Regions from separate parts of the Astyanax mexicanus genome. Here region 1 is linked to region 2. Evidence: chromatin contacts called from public Hi-C data. All regions are on one chromosome and are shown on one strand. Each heading gives the region's core, a stretch centred on a gene start, on an enhancer-like site or on the middle of the called end of the contact. The rest is flanking DNA. Distances are from core to core; before and after follow the strand shown. Region 1 holds the start of loxl2a (lysyl oxidase-like 2a). Region 2 overlaps loxl2a (lysyl oxidase-like 2a).

Region 1 (3,137 bases), core at 621-3,120, 48 kb before region 2:
GTTTGTAGAAAAGCTCAAAGCATTTGCGTTTATGTCCTTGTGTGAAGTATATTTAAGGCCAATTAGTGTTACATTATTAAGGTTATCTAACTTAGATACACTTTTGTACTTCTGACTGCATAGACCACCTAGTTACCTGAACTTACTACTGCATTATGCTGTATATTTAAGGGATGTCAGAAACTGGGAAATTGTACTATTTATAATGTTTCTTGATTGGTACACAGATTCACAAGTTTGCTAAATGCAGCACCACACTCTTTGCTGTATTATTTATAGATAAATAAAGCTAAATAAATCTAAATAAAGCTGATAACTGTGTCATGTTTTATTATTTTGGCCACTTTTATTATGCAGTGTGCGTTGTGTAGTCGTGTGTTATTCTATAGTCCTATGCTGGGTCTATATTAGGAGCTGTGGGTCTGATCTCACCCTGTGCTAAACTGGTAAACACACACATTCCAAACCACTTACCATCAGTCCTGTCTACATTCCCCCTGAATGTCTCTGGATTCTCTGAATTAAACACTCATTAAGCATCTACATATACAGTTCTCTCCAAAGGTAGTGGAACAGTGAGGCCTATACTACTTCCTATTCTTTCTATACTTCCTACTCACCTCATTAATAATGGTTTTAATATTTTAGTGAAGTCTCTGTACTTTTGTTCATGAAGTCTTTTTTTCTGTGAAAAGTGATACCTTCACTCCTGCCTTTTGGGGGTGGTTGCTGATTTTACTACAGGTAGACCAATTTCCCTTGGTCTACCTGTTTATCACCTGTTATTTAATACACCAGTGACGACTTTCTTCTTCAGGACATTCCAAACTGTTGTTCTGGCAATGACTGTAAGAATAATGGCTTTCCTCTTCTATTGTGCATCCATTTAGTGTGTTGATTATGCTTGTCTTTAGAAATGACTGTAACATGTACACAGGATGCAGTACACACAAAAATGCTAAGGGGGCGGTGCAGGCACTCGGCAACGCGAAACGCAAAAGAAAATTGCTTGATTATGGGGAGGCTACCCAGTTCCTATCTCTGCAGTTATATAAGAAAATAACTGCAAAATAGAGCTAGAGGGAGCCCATGAGTGAGTCAAAAATGAATGGGGTGAATATGGAGCTAAACAGCAAAATATATATATATATATAAAAAATAGTAGTATCTATTTGGCCAGGATTCTACACTTTTTCTACAGTAAGGGGTTTTAGACAATGGATTTATTTGCTAGCGGCTAGAGTATCACCGCAAAGACAATCAAAAACATGATCATAAAAATGATGAAACTGGCACCCCAGAAAATAATGGAAGAGCAAGAGTTTCCCCTGCTGTACAGGATAAGTTAATCAGAGTTACCAGCCTCAGAAACCACAAGTTAAAAGAGTATTCTGATTTGTTTAACACTTTTAAGTTACTATAGGATTCCTTATGTGTTCCTTCATAGTCTTGATTACTTCAGTATTTATTTACTATGTAAAAAGATGTGGTGCTTCAGATCAAGTTAACTATACACCCCAGTGTGTGTCTAATTTTTTTTAGTTTATTTTTTTTAATAAAAAGTTAGATCATGGGTTATGGACCCTTTTTGTTACACACCTAACAGTGCATGGTAATACAGTGTGTGTATAATAAATTATCAGTTATTTTATTACTACTACTAATATTAGCCCAGCAGGCTGGTTGATGTTTCTGGATGGCTTCTGCAGGGTTTTGGATCTGATGTGTCAGTTCTGCTGGATGTTGAAGGAAAGGGCTGTTCCTTATAAGTTGGTAAGATTCTGAGGGGGCTTGGGGGTGTGGCTGTGGGTGTGGTTATGGATGCAGAGGGCGGGGTGAGGGGTTAAAAGAGGAGGAGCAGAGGGGGAGTGCTGGAGGAACAGCAGCAGCAGCAGCAGCAGCTTACATTCATTCCAACCACTCCAACAACTCCAACAACTACTAAACTACTACATCTACAGCAACATCAACCACTACAGCAGCTTCATCTACAAGATCTACATCTGACAACTACAGCTTCAGCTTTACCTACAGCTACAGAGGTGAGTCTGGACTCCACACACTTTCTGCAGCTCAGTGTTTGCTGGGTAAACTGTGTGTTGGGCTGTATGTTTTGGGGGAATTTGGGCTCTGAAACACTGTAGGAATTCAGACTGTAGAGAAGAACCTCTGTCTTCTCTGTGAGAAGCTGATCTAAAGGTCTGCTGGAACAATGTTCTGGGCTGATCTTCAGAGATGAAACTGTGCAGATGTGTAGATCGTTGTTGTATCTCTGCATTCCTTCCTTTACACAGTCTGTTCAGCACTGGGCTGGAGAACTCTGTTGGTATTCATACAGTAATGATGTTGGTATTTGGACCATTCCTGTATATTTAACTCACTTTCTGTACTTTGCTAAAACAGAGCTATGAGTGATATGCTCCCTAAAGTAATATTTTTATTGTTATGTCGAGTTTTCACATTAAACACCAACGTTTAACAGCAGACTGCAGTCACATGACCTAACTAGACTGGAGGCAGAGTGAGGTAACAATGTAAAGTTTAGCTTCTCTGTCAGCCTAAAGACCACACAAAAATCACCTTTTCAGCTAAACAACAATATTATAGGGCTGTACGCTAATTCATATTTTTATTGTTGTTGGTTTCTATAGTAAACATATTAAAAGAGCTGCGATAGAGGTGTGAATAACAGCTTGACAACTCAAACTGTATTTACTCATGTGCAGCAACAAAGGGACTTCTTTACACTGCAGGCTGTGCTCATCTGACATAACAAGACTGGATGTAGAGTGAGGCAGAGCAAGCCATAGTAAAGCTAAGTGAGGTAGAGTAAGGCAGAGTGAGGTAAAATGAGATAGGACAAGGTAAAACGAGACTGTGTAAGAGAAAGGGTGTGAGGGAGAGCGAGGGCGAGTAAGGTAGAGCAAGGAATAACAAGACATTGTGAGGTAAAGTGATTTAGGGTTAGGTAGGGTGTGAAGTAGAGTGAGATCTAGCATTGTAGACTAGAGTGTGGTAGTGTGAGGTAGAGTGAGAGTAAGAGTAAGGGTAGAGTGTGGTAGAGTGAGGATGATGTGAGGTAGAGTGAGTGTAGAGTAAGGTAGAGGTAGAGTGAGGATGATATGAGGTGGAGTGAG
Region 2 (3,295 bases), core at 179-2,678:
ACAGCGTGGCTTAAAATCCAGCAAATAGAGTTAAAATTCACAAATAGTTGAATAGTATGGATTAAAATCCACCAATTATGGCTAAATTCCACTAAAATTAGAACAGTATGACTTAAAATCCACCAATTAGAGCTAAAATTCACTAAAAGTAAAACAGTATGGCTTAAAACCCACCAATAGTAGAACAACATGGCTTAAAATCCACTAGTTTTACCTAAAATCCACCAATAGTTGAACAGTATGGCTTAAAATCCACCAATCATGGCTAAAATCCATCGATAGTAGAACAGTATGGCTTAAAATCCACCAATTATTGCTAGAATCCACTAATAGTAGAACGGTATGGTTTAAAATCCAGCAGCAGGAGGCAGTGCTGAGGTAATTCCAGTGCAGTAGTATAATTAGCGGGACGCTGGCAGCGCGGGCAGGGTATTAATGATGGCAGCGCCGGGCCGGGGTCGATTTGGACGTTTATGAGTGGAAACTGGACGGCGCTGAAGCGGTTCTGCAGGACCGGGACGTAATCCAGTCTCATTATCAGTGTTAAACTGCCCTCAGTCCGGGAGGGGGATAATGGCCTCAGGATCCAATAACACGGTTCTGCTGGTTGTGTAATCAGAGCAGCAGCAGCAGCTCTACTCCTCACGTACTGGAACATTGCTGTGAGGAAGATTTGATTGCATTAAGGATTGCGAGGGTGAGAGCGTCAGTAAGTGTGTTTACATGCACGCAAAATCTGTTCATAATCAGATTTCTGCAGCAGTTACATAAACAGTAACAAAATATCAATATTGAATCGTTTTGCAATACTATATCGTTTTTGAAAAACATAGTATCAGTTTTTATTCATTAATTTAGATTTAAAGGCTGGTGCCAGAAGTGGTTTGTTTAGTGTTGAGTTTTGATTGGATGGAAAGTAAAACATACCATGGTAGTAGTAATAAGAGCACAGTGTTTAACACAGCACTCAGTGTGTTTTACCTGATGTGTACATCACGTCTTATTCTGTGATTTTATTGGCTGGCGGCAAAGCAAAATTTTGATTATTGTCAGACTGACGTTAACACTGGAATTTTCTATTATCGGATTACACAAGTTGATGTAAACACATTGATCTGACTACTACTATGTTCTGCAGTGATCAGATTTTAAAGAGCACGTGTGTCCTAATAGTTTTGGCACTGCAGAGTTTGTTAAAGCTGTTGGTCACGTTTTCAGCACATGCACACAGACAGGAAGTCCACATGGAGTCAATCCTTAAACAAAGTCTGGACTCGAATCCGTGGCCAGACACAGCACAGCAGAGTGTTTCAGCAGAGCGGAGAGAGGGAAAGAGGGAGAGGGGGAGAGAGGGAGAGACGGAGCATATGGAAAATCTGTCGCACCCCCCTGAGGGTTTATACATGCTGCTGCCAGCTTCACACAGGGGGGGCTGAGTCATCACCACACACGCACCATACACACACACACACACATTATACACATATACAGCAATATTGGACAGAACTACATTTATTACAGAACCATAGACAGAGAGACAGACAGATAGATGTACAGACAGACAATTACAGGGATATACACACAGGCAGTAAGAGAGATAGATAGATAGACAGGCTATTAGAGATAGACGGATTGACTGCTAGAGAGATAGACAGACTGTTAAAGATATACAGACAGACCATAAGAGAGACAGACAGACCGTTAGAGATATATACAGACATACTGTTAGATAGATAGAAAGACAGACTGGTAGAGAGGTAGACAGACAGACAGTTACAGAGAAAACATGACAGACTGTTAGAGATATACAGGCAGACTATTAGAGAGATAGACAGACAGACTGTTAAAGAGATAAACAGTCATACTGTTAGGGAGATAGCAAGACAGACTGTTAGAGATATACAGACTGTTAGAGAGGTAAACAGACAGACTGTTAGAGAGATAGACATACAGAAATAATGTTAGAGAGATAGACTGTTACAAAGGTAGACAGACAGACTGTTAGAGAGATAGAAAGACTGTTAGAGAGGTACACAGGAAGACCATTAGAGAGATAAACAGTGAGAGGGAGAGAGAAAGACAGACTGTTAGAGAGGTAAACAGAAAGACTGTTAGAGAGATAGACATACAGAAATAATGTTAGAGAGATAGACTGTTACAAAGGTAGACAGACAGACTGTTAGAGAGATAGAAAGACTGTTAAAGAGGTACACAGGAAGACCATTAGAGAGATAAACAGTGAGAGGGAGAGAGAAAGACAGACTGTTTGAGAGATATACAGACATACTGTTAGAGAGACAGACATATGTATGTACAGATACAGACAGGTACAGGATGGTTACAGCAGTGTGTTGAGTTGGTATAAAGTGCTGTTATAGCTCCCTCTAGTGGTGACTGCATGTTCTAACAGCTGTTCTTTACTTAAGGTTATAGCTTTGCTCCCTCTAGTGGTTAATCAGGTGAAAGTTCATATTTAACCCTTATCATTAATCTGTTTTTGTGTGTGTGTGTGTTTGTGTAGGAGACGTGGTACTGGCCCGGTGATGTCAGTGCGGACGGGGTGGTGATGAGCGGGGTCCGGTGTTCTGGTACTGAGATGAGTCTGTCTCAGTGTCTCCATCACGGTAAACACGTCAGCTGCCCTAAAGGAGGCGGACGCTTCGCTGCGGGGGTCTCCTGCTCTCACAGTAAGACCCTCACACTGTTTAATCACATCCTTTATTCTGTGTTTTATTGTTGTGTCCATATTTTTTATTGTCAGATTCTTACAAACCTGCCAACTGCTTAGGAACCATCAGATATCAAAGAGTAGCACCTACCAGTCTTTAAACCAGAACCTAGCAACACCCTAACAACCACCTGCTACGCTGTTGCATAGTAACAATTTGCATGTTGCATAGTAACTACAGCAGCAACTACTTATCAACTGCATAGCAAACATCTGTAACACCGTAGCAACTACTTACAGCAACAACTCAGTGATTACTGTACCTGGAACTGCTAAACAAATTCTCATCGACTGCATAGCAACCATTTGTGATACCACAGCAACTGTTTTACAACTGCACAGTAAATACCTAAACCTTAGAACAACTGTTTAGCAGTTGCATAGCAACCATCAGTTTCACCATAGCAACTACTTACTGTAGCAATGACTCAGTAAATACTGTACCTGGAGCTGCTAAACAAATTTTCATCGATTGCATGACAACCATTTGCCTAGCAACTGCATGATAAACATTTGTGACACCACAGCAGCTGATTAGCAACATTATAGCAGTCCCCAGGGACACCA

The links. Hi-C and Micro-C count contacts between places; a contact is called where the count stands out from the background.
Region 1: a Hi-C map of muscle shows a contact between it and region 2, with 11 times the contacts expected there. The contact joins the promoter of loxl2a here to the enhancer-like site in region 2. A contact is called at or near these places in 2 of 3 Hi-C or Micro-C datasets (both in muscle).

The regions. Positions count from the first base shown.
Region 1 is chr20:21,835,581-21,838,717 of AstMex3_surface, reverse strand. It overlaps loxl2a (lysyl oxidase-like 2a), which reads left to right and starts at 1,870. Exons shown (of 14, transcript XM_049468656.1): 1 at 1,870-2,042. si:ch211-113d22.2 reads left to right here. Exons shown (of 3, transcript XM_049469115.1): 3 at 1-316.
Region 2 is chr20:21,787,379-21,790,673 of AstMex3_surface, reverse strand. It overlaps loxl2a (lysyl oxidase-like 2a), which reads left to right. Exons shown (of 14, transcript XM_049468656.1): 9 at 2,522-2,687. Among protein-coding and RNA genes, the nearest start is that of LOC103047729, 25 kb to the right of the region's middle. Within about 2 kb of position 1,428, the one cell type or tissue checked has an H3K27ac peak away from gene starts, as active enhancers do.